Linked DNA regions of Arabidopsis thaliana: region 1 is linked to region 2. A link is a contact called in public capture Hi-C data. All regions are on one chromosome and are shown on one strand. The core of a region is the stretch at or near the end of the contact, and the rest is flanking DNA. Distances in the headings are between cores, read along the strand shown.

Region 1 (5,872 bases), core at 826-3,325, 73 kb before region 2:
TAAATCTTCCTCTAAGATCCGCTCGTGGAACTCTCGAGCTCTCAATTTGTGATATACAGGGAAAACAAACGACGCCGTTTCACGGAGATTATCGTCGTCGTCACGGTTCCTCTCATCAGGAGAAACCCTAAACATTTGAACAGAGTTGGGAAAAACAGAGGCGTAGAAAGCAACCGCGAGAAGCGAGATTCCGAGAAGACCCAGAACTAATCTCGGCGAATTCATTGAGAGATCCGAGAACAAGAGGCGAGATTGTTGGTTTCGGTGAAGTGGGTCGGGTTGAAAACTCGGGTTTGGGTTATCCTCGGGTGGGATTTCGAGTGGGTAATCGTGGTCAGTGAGAGTGAAAGCAGAGATTGTTTTGCCTTGTGAAGGATCATCAGATGGTGGGAGAGTGATTATGACTACGCTGTGGACTCGTTGTTGTTGTTGCTGGTCATGAAGATCTGGTTCCATTCTGTGATGTCTCCGATCGAATTGGGCTGGTTTTGATCGGAGAGAGAATGGAAACAGGACGAGAAAGAAAAATGGCAGACTAGGAGTGGTCAAGAGTCAAGAGGCTTTCGTTATACGAGACGGAAGCTGCGAGGAAGGAGAGGGTTATTTTATTTGAAGTAAATGTTTGAAAAATATGAATTACACTTACCAAAAAAAAAAAAAAAAAAAAATGAATTTTACTTACACATAAAATTCATTTTTATTAAACCCTCCCTATAAATGTTCTTTTTAAAAAAAAAAGTATATATGGAGGACAATAAAAATAGCTTTTAGTAAAAAACTTTAATAGTTTTAACAAATTTTATAATTTCTTGCTTTACATTTATTTTTCCTTTTTCCTGTCAATTTGATTTCTTTTATTTAACTCAATAAAAATATATGATACAACTTTAATTTACATGATAAAAATTTAGAAATAAATAAATATGTAATCATAAAATAACTATACAACATACATTTCAAAAACATTATGTCAAACAAGATATGTTAGGAAAAACAAAATTTTTTACATGCTATACAAAAATATATATAAATTAGAAAAGAAACATAAAATAAAACTTGTGTGTTCATGTATTTATTAACTATTGTAATGTTAATTTTATGTGTGTTAAATTTCTAAATATAATATTATTGCTGTATAAAATTGTTTTTAAATGTAATGTTTTTTTATTTTAATAATTTCAATTTTGATGTTAATGTATTTAAATTTATATGAATATAATTGAAATAATTGAATTTAATAGAATTATTGTGAGATATATGCAAGCTATAAGGACTCAATGAAAATATGTGAAAGATTTTAAGGGTGTTATGCACCCTCAAAAATAAAGGTTTTAAGGTTTGTTGGAGTTAAAAAACTTCAAAATTTAAAAGTTTGAGGTTTGATGGAGATGTTCTAATCCTCTCGTTTTTTTCTCTTCGATATATGAACTGAAAAAGTATGAGGACCCCGAAAAAATCTTGGACTTTCTTTCTTGTCATATAATATAAACAACAACCTGCATTACTATTTACTAGTTTGAAGAATATCTGAGATGTAGTATTTATACTATGGGGTTAATGCTAATAAAGAGATGGATCAGTGGCAAGAGCAAAGAAGCACCACCCTTGTAGTTTCAAATATTTGTTGAGTTTTGCTTTATAATTTGGTCATCTTAGTAACAAATAAAATTGAATATCAGAATTCAAAAGTTAAGAAAAACATATTAATTGACGAAAATAATATATATATATATATATATATATATATTAATTAGTTCGTAAAGTTCCAAAAAATAACTGTAAAAACAAGAAATTAAGAAGATAAAGTATAAAAGACCGAAATGGGTGCAATTTTAGTTAGTTTTAGAGTTTGGTTATTGGTTTTACTATTTTTTCAGTTTTAATTTTTGTTATATATTAAAAGCTTAAATAAAATTAAACATATGAACACATTTAAAAAAATGTAACCTAAAAAATAAAGTTAATAGTATTATTATTTTTTAACTCTAAAATTAATATTATTAGTTTGCTACTTTGCAAACTTTAAAATAAAATAAAATCTACAAAAATTTGATTGTTGTAATTTGTGTGAAATGGAAAACAAATTGCGTTCGACCCGTAGGATTATTTTCCCACGAACGACTTGGCCAAAAAAACAAAGGAGGCCGAATTGAAGCAACTACTTTTCTCCATCATCATCACCATCGGCGAAATCCGCCAAAAATTGATCTCCATTTGGAAATCCAGATCATGCTCTAGAGCCCTAGTTTAGATCTCGAAGGAAGACAATGGGACGGATCTTCGAGTACTTCGTCGTGTGCGGACTTGGTCCAGAGATGCGAACCGTGGATGGAGATCTTGGATTCCATGGAATGCAAACATTCTACTTGCCTGCTCTTCTTGACCAGTTCCCTCCTACTGATCAATCTCCTTACCCTGCCCCTCCTCCTCAGCTTCCTACTGTTAAGTTTTTCACAACATCTTTTGTAATTCTCGTCGAGATTAGGATTTTGATTGGGTTTAGGTCCATGCTGGTAATTTCTTTGTTGTTAAACGGCGATGAAATGTGGAATCAGCGTTGTCTAGTTGTTAGGTTTCTTCTGTATTTGCTAAACGAAGCATTTCGAAGTTATTAACTGGAGATAAACGTGCTGAATTGGATTGATGTTTTCTAGGTACCTCTAATTAGGTCTCTAGATTAGTTAAGTTGGAATATTGAAGTTGAATTGCCTTCTACCAATAAGGAGCTTTTGAAATTTCTCTCAAAGTGTGGTTATATTTCTTTGCTTTTGGTCTTGTGCTTGTAGTTTGCTTTTGATGCTCCATGGTGAAATGAGTCATCTGTTTAAGAGTTTAACTTGCTTGATTAGGTTAAGCCTTTTAAGAGTTTGTTTTCTTTCGTTAGATAAGACTAGATATATTAAACAAGCGGATTTTTATGATTACGCTTCATTTTCTTTTGGACAGTGTGTTCTTCCTGCTGGGGTGGAGTTCCATTCTTCTGGTTTTGTTTCCAGTGACCCTGCAAGTTTCCCACGGAGCTATCCCATAGTCTTGACGGGTATGTGATTATCCGTATATTGCATACTCGGAGTTTTGTATGCTTTGCATTGTAGCTGCTCTATGTGCGATGTTGTTTCGGTTGCAGTGGAATTATTTTAGCGTAGAAGTCGTCTTGCACTCATTTATCTAGTCTTGTTTCTCTGCCATGTTGGATTTAAGTTGGTTTGTTTTGAATACACCTGCTTTAACTGTGGTGGGTGATCTCTTACTGATTTTATCTTAATAATTTTTGCACAGAGGGTGATGGATCAAAAATATTTGTCAGTTGCATTGCATTTCGGGATCGAGTCTGTGAGGATATTATTGAAGCTTATCGCTTACCGCCGAATACATACGCAGACAAGTGTATCTGTCTTGTGTCTCATGCCCCCAATTTCCGTGTTCTTCGTAATTCTCTCGAAGAGATTTTTGTTCTTTGCTTCTCTTCAGAAGGAAGCTGGTATATACCACTACGCTTAAAACATCTTCTTCTTGTCTATACCTAACATGAATTATGCCTTGCGTTACTGTTCCGTATATATTCAGCAAACATATGTGGGTGGAGCTTGCATTGGTTCTTCATTTACTTTTGTGTTGATTTTACCCTCTTGAAAAGAATTGCTGTATAAAACAAGAAAAACAACACCATTTTTAGGTTTGAACTTTGATGTTAGTGTCCTTCAACCTTTTCAGTAAGCCATTGTGGGATATTATCGCCTATATGGTATCTAATGTGCCATTGCCGACTCCCGGAAAAGACAGAGTCTTGTTTGCTGTCGAGAATTGCCTGCTCTCGGTGGAAGCACCTCCAGAGGATAGTCTTCCTCAGGCAGATGTATGACTTGTGGTTTTGTCTCCTTAATCTGTTTTGAATACCTTTCCTTGGCTACTTTTTAGTATCAACGTTGGAGATTTCCAATTTCCTGACAACTACAAGGGCGACTGTTCCCTGACTTCTTTCAACTTTTTCCAATAAACTTATGTAACGTTTGGCATGTTTTACTGAATGCAGATATCTCTCCAGCCTCTTGTACAATGCTTGGATGTCGACAACTTGATTAAGCTGTTTACATCTGTACTAGTTGAAAGGAGGATTTTGATTCGATCCAACAAGTATGTTTCTCTATGTAGAGACATTATGAGTTTAAGATACATTTTCTAAACAGTTACTATTTCATACTATCTCTATTCAATCACCACACTAATTTTGCCTCATCGTGAATCTCAATAGGTATTCGCTTTTGACTCTGGTGTCTGAATCCATATGTCATTTGATTTATCCTTTTCGATGGCTGGTATGTCATAGAACACTGATGAGATCTCAGTTTATCACTTAAACAAATATGAACTCATTTGTAAGCATGCTAACCCATGCATTTCTACTGACTAAAATATTTCTTCTAATCTTTATTATTTGTTTTGTTGTATGTTTCTGAAGCAAGTCTACATTCCATTACTATTTTTTAGTGGAGTAGACTACATTGATGCACCAACACCATATATGATGGGTCTCCACTCTGATGTCGATACATCCAATCTTGCTATGGATGGCGTGAGTCTAAATTTACGTCATACTTATCCTCTTTAAAATTTGGGCAACCTTATATTGGTCTAAAAACATTGCCATTTCTAGGTTGTAGTGGTGGATCTTGACATAAACCAAATTACTACTTCTGAAGAGATACCTCAGATACCAGAGCCTGAGTTCAGCACTTTGCGAAACGATATCTTGAAACTACTGCACCCTAATGTTGTAGCGATTGATCAGTTGAAGGGCTTTGGTAATTCCGTTGAGCAGTGCCCTAAAAGCCTTAGCAAACCTTGGGGAGAGGATCATGACCTTCAACTCAGGTGACTTTAGGAAACCTTGTCTTGTGATTGCCTACAATTTATTATCTTTTTCCATGGGAACTGTTTGGTTCTCATGTTATCTTGTTTTGTTATACAAAATCCATTTCCTGTGGCAGGGTTATATTCTTAAAGTGTTTTGCATCTATCTTGGGTGGCTACCGCAATTTCATAGTATGTGATATTTATTCTTTCCTTATTTTATTTATTCACCCCTTTTGTACATCTTTTCTTACTTATACGGATTCTTTTGTCAGGAAAACAAAGTTTTTAGCACTGATGCGTTTCTGAAGAGACGGTCTCGTTCCACAAATCAGCCACCAGAGCCTATGGTAAGCTAACTGTTTCATGTATGGAAGGCATATACCTACACTTACTGCATTTCATAACTCAACATTACTATCCATTGTTCCAATTAGTGTGGTAAACCGTCTTTTCACATATTACTTTCGAGTTTTTACTGCATATTTTTATTCATCCAAAAGATGTTGAATAATTTAAGTTACGTTTTATCTGTTGAATAATTACTTTTATTGGTACTCTTCCAATTGTTTTCAGTTGGTTCAATTCTTGGGCTCTTTTGCATTCCTCGATTACCTTGAAAGGCGTCTAAGCTCTGATGAGAAGAGTACTAATCTCCTTGAGAAGTTACAAGATGCAGTTGGAAGGGGTCAAGATGCAATGTCGATTCTGCCTAAATCTTCTATGGAGCCTGAAATAATCACAATAGCCGAGCCAGAAGTTGAAGAATCAGGTATATTTTGATTTGTTGGTAGAATTTGTTAGATAGCAGAAGCTGAATGATAAGAGATTGGGGTTGTTCATTTATAAGAAACTCCCGAGAATGAAAATATATCTAATTGATGGTATACCATTTTTCATAATCTCATGGGGGTTTTGGCTGGCCACCAGTATTTGGAAAGAGACAAAATTTACAAGTTGGTGTAGTATGCATAATAGTAGAAAAAGTACTAAGACTCTTTCACTCTGTTATATTTTTCTG
Region 2 (5,752 bases), core at 2,207-4,706:
AAGTTCTTAACATTTCTTAGTAGCTCCAGCTTTTATGGTGGCTTTTTTCTTTTTGTATTTAGAGAAACAATGGAGTTTCATTTAAATTAGCTCTTCTTAACTTTGCTACCATATATGGCTCAAAGTTAAAGACAAAATCTTGGTTAAAGAAAACTCAAGTGACTGTAAATTTGGCTTTAAACTTGAAATAAGTGTTGTATGAACAAACAAACATACCTGAACTAGCTTGGTAAGCATTGGTTTTGAAGCTGATAGATATGGCCAATCTTCTCCTGAGTTTGATGAGGAATGTTTCTGGTCTGCATTGCTCCCCGTAAGTTTGTCAACGACCTTCTTGACTATGTTTTTGTAAGCATTCTTTGTTCATCATGATTCATGAAGAGTGAATTCAGCTATACATAACAACAATATACAACAAAAATATGGATGGTGGAAAAATATGTGATTCAAAATAAGGCATGATTGTTTGATTACTTCTTATAACGCTCCACGTTGGGAACAACTACTATCACACTTAATTCCCCAAAAATGCAACATGGCAAATAAGTGGACTTAACCGAGAGGCGAGAGTTATCGTTAGACAACCAAACTGCAACGTATGGCAAAGAAATTGTTTATCTTTGAAAAGCCTTCTATCTTAAAGAAATTAATGGGCTTTATAGCGCTGAGAAATTTGGGCTTTGTAAGATTGACATCTCCCTCTCTGATGATTCATATTATGCAATCCAATATCTAAGATTTAACCATTTATTTCCTCAATATCGTGAATTTGTATATGCATATACTGTATATGCATGCATGTCTTAAACATTTTACCTACCTAAAGATCGTTAAAATAGAGGGATATCATAAGTAATATCGACCTTTCCAAGCATACCGACATAGACTTAGATGAGTTTCGTCTGAACTCTTCCAAAAGTTTGAATTTGAACTTACTAACATTGAAGTTATCGTTTTTTGAGAAGGATCCATGGTCTAGTAGTATTTCTTCTGACAGTTGAGTGTCAGAGGTCTCGAGTTCGAGTCACTCTGCCACCACGGTAGTACTAGTCTCTCCAAATAAAAATTCTTTCATACGTGTAGGGGTAAGCGGTGTATACTAAGTCGTAGGTAGGAATTTTCTTTGGATATGGGGCCGCTTTGCGGTGGGACTTGTCAATATAAAAATTGTACCTTAACAGTTTTTTCTTAAACCAAGTGGTGGTGGTCTAGTGGTTTTCATTTGAAGAGGAGTTGCCTTGTTGGTCCACGCCAGAGATCGATTTTTCTCAAACGCGAAATTGCTAGTTATTTCTACTTCCCATTTTCACCTAATTTTCCCTAGACCCTAGAAAAACTAAGGGCTTCAGCCTGAATCTCCTAATTATCAAGAAAAAAAAAAGTTATCGTTTTGGGAATTCAAATCATGTCAAACAATAAGAAAATAATTAGGTATGAAATATACTCTTGACAAACATAACAACCCTTACCGCAAAATATTAAGGAATTAATTTGGCCAAGCCCAGGGATTGATCACATGCAGAATCTTATCATAAACCCTATTTAATCACCCAAATCTTATTAATTAATCAATCAACTAACAAGATATTGATATCAGTATCTCCATCACTAATCACGTACTAATCATTAACCACAACCAAATCCAAGAGTAAACAATTTGGCCAGGAAGGAAGGATGTTAACACCGATTTTTTTCTTTTCTTTTTTCCCAATAAGAGAAGCATATAGTATATCCGGTATTTAATTTGTACAAAATGTACAGCGTGAAACCTCGTCATAAATTCGATGCTATGCATTTATTTGGTGATAATTTACTACGTTTTTTGGTAAGTTAAATTCGTCTAACGTTACATGATTTGTCTAAGTTAAATCACATATATTTTTTGGATATAATAAATAACATATTTTGCTAACTAATTCGTATAAATGAGTAATAATTTTAGTCTAAATAATTATAATACTCGATTATTCGTCTATAATATATTTATATGTTTGTGTAAATTCAACAAAAAAAAAAGAAGTAAATTCGTTTTTATGTTTTAAACTGTTAGAGATAAACCTATGGACTTATGGTGTATATACAGAATTGACCGGTCCACGGAAAAGTCAACAAAACCCAGCAATTGCATGGGACTCGAGACAGTAGCTAATAGTTTTTTTCCTCCTAAATACTTTAGTTTATCTTATATGGTACAATTAGTCTTCTTCTTTTTTTTTGTCATCTATGGTACAATTAGTCGTAGTGCCTTTTTTGGCATCAAGATAGTATTAATGAGTAGGAGCCTATTTTAGGCTTCGTGGAAAGATGAACTCACATTACTACGTACATCGATGAACCACTATTTCTAACTAGTTTCGTATCACTGAATATAAAACTAGCTAGTTATTTCCATGACAAATCCGAATACAACCACGTATCATTGAATATATATCCATCACGAATTCAAACTCAACCACATAAAGACACGAAGCAAGAATACATAAGCTCTTTGAAATTGGAGACGATGCGTGTAGAGTACTCAACTTACGAATGAAATGTATAACGTTGTCAACACTCTCCCATTTATACACTTTTTCGTAGTTTAAAATAATAATTAAGCAAAAAGAAAAAGTTCACCAATTTGAAACATTCCACGTTCAGGAGTTATCCACCATTAGTCTGTACTAAACTAATAAATCAGCTTTTTATTTTTATAACTGAATATACTCATTTGCTTCATGGTTCAATTATTTGCATGAATCACATTATCATGACGAAGATACGAGTTAGGTTTGGTACTGTATAACAAAAACAAGTTGCAGATTTTGTTTTTATCAATTATTAATTGGTTACCAAATTACGTGCGTACTTTGACCAATCAAATCTCTTGAGATTCGAACAATATCATCCAATGGTTCTCAAATCACAAAAATAAAAAGGTAGCGAGTTGTCGCATTATGTTACTTCATAAACTTTTTATTAATTTATAATTTGCATCCAATGAATCATTTGGTAGATTTGTATTATGCAGATAACATTTTGTGTATTCTTAATGTCTGAACATAAATAGAGAAGATTAAAAAAATAAAAATAAAAATAAAAAAAATAGAGAAGATTATGCGTCCTACAAGCTGGGGAAGAAATAGTTGTCATAATCAGTTTCAATAATTATATCATTTTCTCTTAAACCAAAGTTTCAATAATTTTAAAATGCAATCGAATAATCTGTTTGGTTATTGTAAAATTTTTGTAATTATATACTATAATGTATATCCACGTTATCATTTATGAATATTTTTGAGAAAAATAAAATAATATACACTATAGTAATATACAAATAACTATATATATAAGCACACATCGTCGACCACTAATGCTACATTATATTATATGAGATCTCTCTCTCTATATCTCTCACCTTCAAAATTTGAAGATTCCGCCATAGTTGCATATCAAGCTAGTTCGAGTCCAAAACTGCAGTCAAGATTACTGGTTCGTGTTCTTACACATATATTGTACTATAGTTTGCATAGTTACTCAGATTCTTGTTTTTTTCGTTTCAATATACAGATGATTGTATAAAATGATGCTTTATAGTTCTAACTTTTATACGTTCTAAAGAAGCAGGTTAAACTTAATTAAATTGCTGTTATCAAAATGTAACTACGTAAATAAGTCTGAATACGAACCTTCTTTGTTGTATACACTTATGACACAAGAAATTAACTACTGCCATTTTCTCATTGCCATTACATAGCGAAATATATAAATGAACTTACAACAAGTAGTTAACAAAAATTAACTGGTGAATGTATGGTAAAACTTATTGGATGTTGAGATACAATACGACCGCATATTTAATATCACCTACTATATATATATATATATATAAAATACCATTTCTTATTATTCTTATTCATCGTACTTAATATGAAAACTTTATAAATATAGCTTTAATTTATGTATTTTTTCGTTCTAAATACTCTTTCAAACGAACCACAAAATCTGTTTTTTAAACGTTCAAAACTAAAATTTTAAACTTTTTTTTTGGTCACATCTAAAATTTAAACCTTTCCGGTCTTGTTACATTCTGGATAAATTCTGGCCCCAAATGTAGCAATTTTAATGGTCTCTGGATATATGATGATTCGGTCATAATAAAATCTCCCTAATCTGTGGAAGGATTTAAACAAATAGTATTTTTGGAATTCTATTCAAACAAGAAAATATTGGTAGACAAAATTAAAATTTACCTATATATAAATTATGAAAATTCATTTAATTAGAAATTAGAATACATAGCTTACAAAATGGAAAAAGTAGAAAAGCATATTTACTCATTTGTTTAAAATAAGACAAAGCAATGTCAGGAGAAATAAAGGTAGGAATCTTCCGTGAAAATGAAATGTCTTTTTACACTACGGTAAATTTTCACAACCACAATTAATTCACTGCCTTACCCAAAGATGATCATGAATGGTAAAACTTTAGGTTAATAATTTGCCAATTATTTTTAAAAAAAGTATTTTAAGAAAATATTAAAGTGCATTCAAGAAAATAACACTATTGTTTGTGTGTAAGCAGCTAAGAAAAACTATTGTCAGAAAGAATTTTCGAAATTCAAGGGTAATTTACTTAATCTGGGTTTTGTCGACAATCGTGTATTTTCGTTAGTTCTGCGTAGCACTAAACATGATTCTGATCCAAACTCTTTTTTATTTTATATTAAATCGCCGTTGTTGCAGAGAGACATAAGCCCAAAAAGCACGAAAACAAAAGACAACAGTAAAAGAGAGTCTGAGAGATTGGTCGGGAGTAAGAAAGTTTTAATTGTCTCCTGTCTCCTGAATCGCGGCCACTTCGCCGTCAAAAAGATCTCAGAGATTCTCATTGGGCCGCCATTGATGCACCCAACCACTCTCTCTCTGAGACATAACGTAAATGTTTTGTCTGGTTTTTATATCTTCCTTAATCACACGGAGAAGAAACTTGAAATAACAAATCTTGCTTTGGTTTGAAGAAAAATCAAATCAAACCCGAGACCTAATTCCTCGTCGGCTATCAGAATTTGACTTCTTGTTGTGGATCATTGCTTCTTAACTAGACAAAGGTACGAACTTTTATCCAGACTTTTGATTATTCTATTCACTTCCTGAGTTTCAGGAACCGTCTTTTTTTGTTTAATCGATTAGTTTAAGAGATGTGTGGGTTTTTCATATTTTGTGATTAATGTAAGTTCAGAGAATTGAGTCGGGTTAGTTTTGTTGTTGTTTACTAATGGAAGATTTGGTTTTTCGCACTCTTTGTTAGGTTTTAAACATTTGAGGGATTTACGGTCCGTGAACCGCGTTGAGGCTACAAGAAGAAGGTTTATATAAGAAAAAGGAGGAAGCTTTTTAGTTTTTGGTGGAAGTTGTGATTGAAATGATGAGTGTGGGAAGAAGTGAAGTTGTTGTTGATGATTTGTTCTTTGATTCATCTGATGTTTTGTCTATTGGTGAACAAGTAGTAGTAGAAGAAGAAGAAGTAGAAGAAGCAGAGTTTCAAGTTTGGTCTGGTGAGCCAATTAGTGTTGAGGAACGTCGTGTACGGTTTCTCAAGAAAATGGGTTTATTAGAAGAGAGGTGTCTGGAGAGGATGGTAAGCGATTACAGTGATGAGGTTACTAGTTCTTCTTCAGATTCATCTCTCTGTGATAGTGGATTGCAGTGTTGTGTTAGAGAGGAGAACTATGGATCAACTACTTCAATCTCTGATGAGGAACTAGAAGGAG

Evidence for each region. Capture Hi-C pulls out chosen DNA fragments and counts their contacts.
Region 1: a capture Hi-C map of seedling shows a contact between it and region 2, with 1.9 times the contacts expected there. The contact joins the promoter of SCD1 here to the promoter of AT1G48870 in region 2. A contact is called at or near these places in 2 of 26 Hi-C or Micro-C datasets (shoot and vegetative nucleus) and 1 of 3 other capture datasets (seedling).

The regions. Positions count from the first base shown.
Region 1 is chr1:18,145,222-18,151,093 of TAIR10.1, reverse strand. It overlaps SCD1 (stomatal cytokinesis defective / SCD1 protein (SCD1)), which reads left to right and starts at 2,075. Exons shown (of 31, transcript NM_180628.4): 1 at 2,075-2,441; 2 at 2,947-3,040; 3 at 3,280-3,481; 4 at 3,715-3,856; 5 at 4,034-4,134; 6 at 4,253-4,316; 7 at 4,460-4,573; 8 at 4,655-4,872; 9 at 4,989-5,043; 10 at 5,127-5,201; 11 at 5,428-5,623. The coding sequence starts at 2,268. AT1G49050 (Eukaryotic aspartyl protease family protein) reads right to left here and starts at 627. Exons shown (of 9, transcript NM_103798.5): 1 at 1-627. The coding sequence starts at 456.
Region 2 is chr1:18,074,109-18,079,860 of TAIR10.1, reverse strand. AT1G48870 (Transducin/WD40 repeat-like superfamily protein) reads left to right here and starts at 3,456. Exons shown (of 7, transcript NM_001333361.1): 1 at 3,456-3,471; 2 at 4,725-5,089; 3 at 5,290-5,752. The coding sequence starts at 5,404. It also overlaps AT1G07507.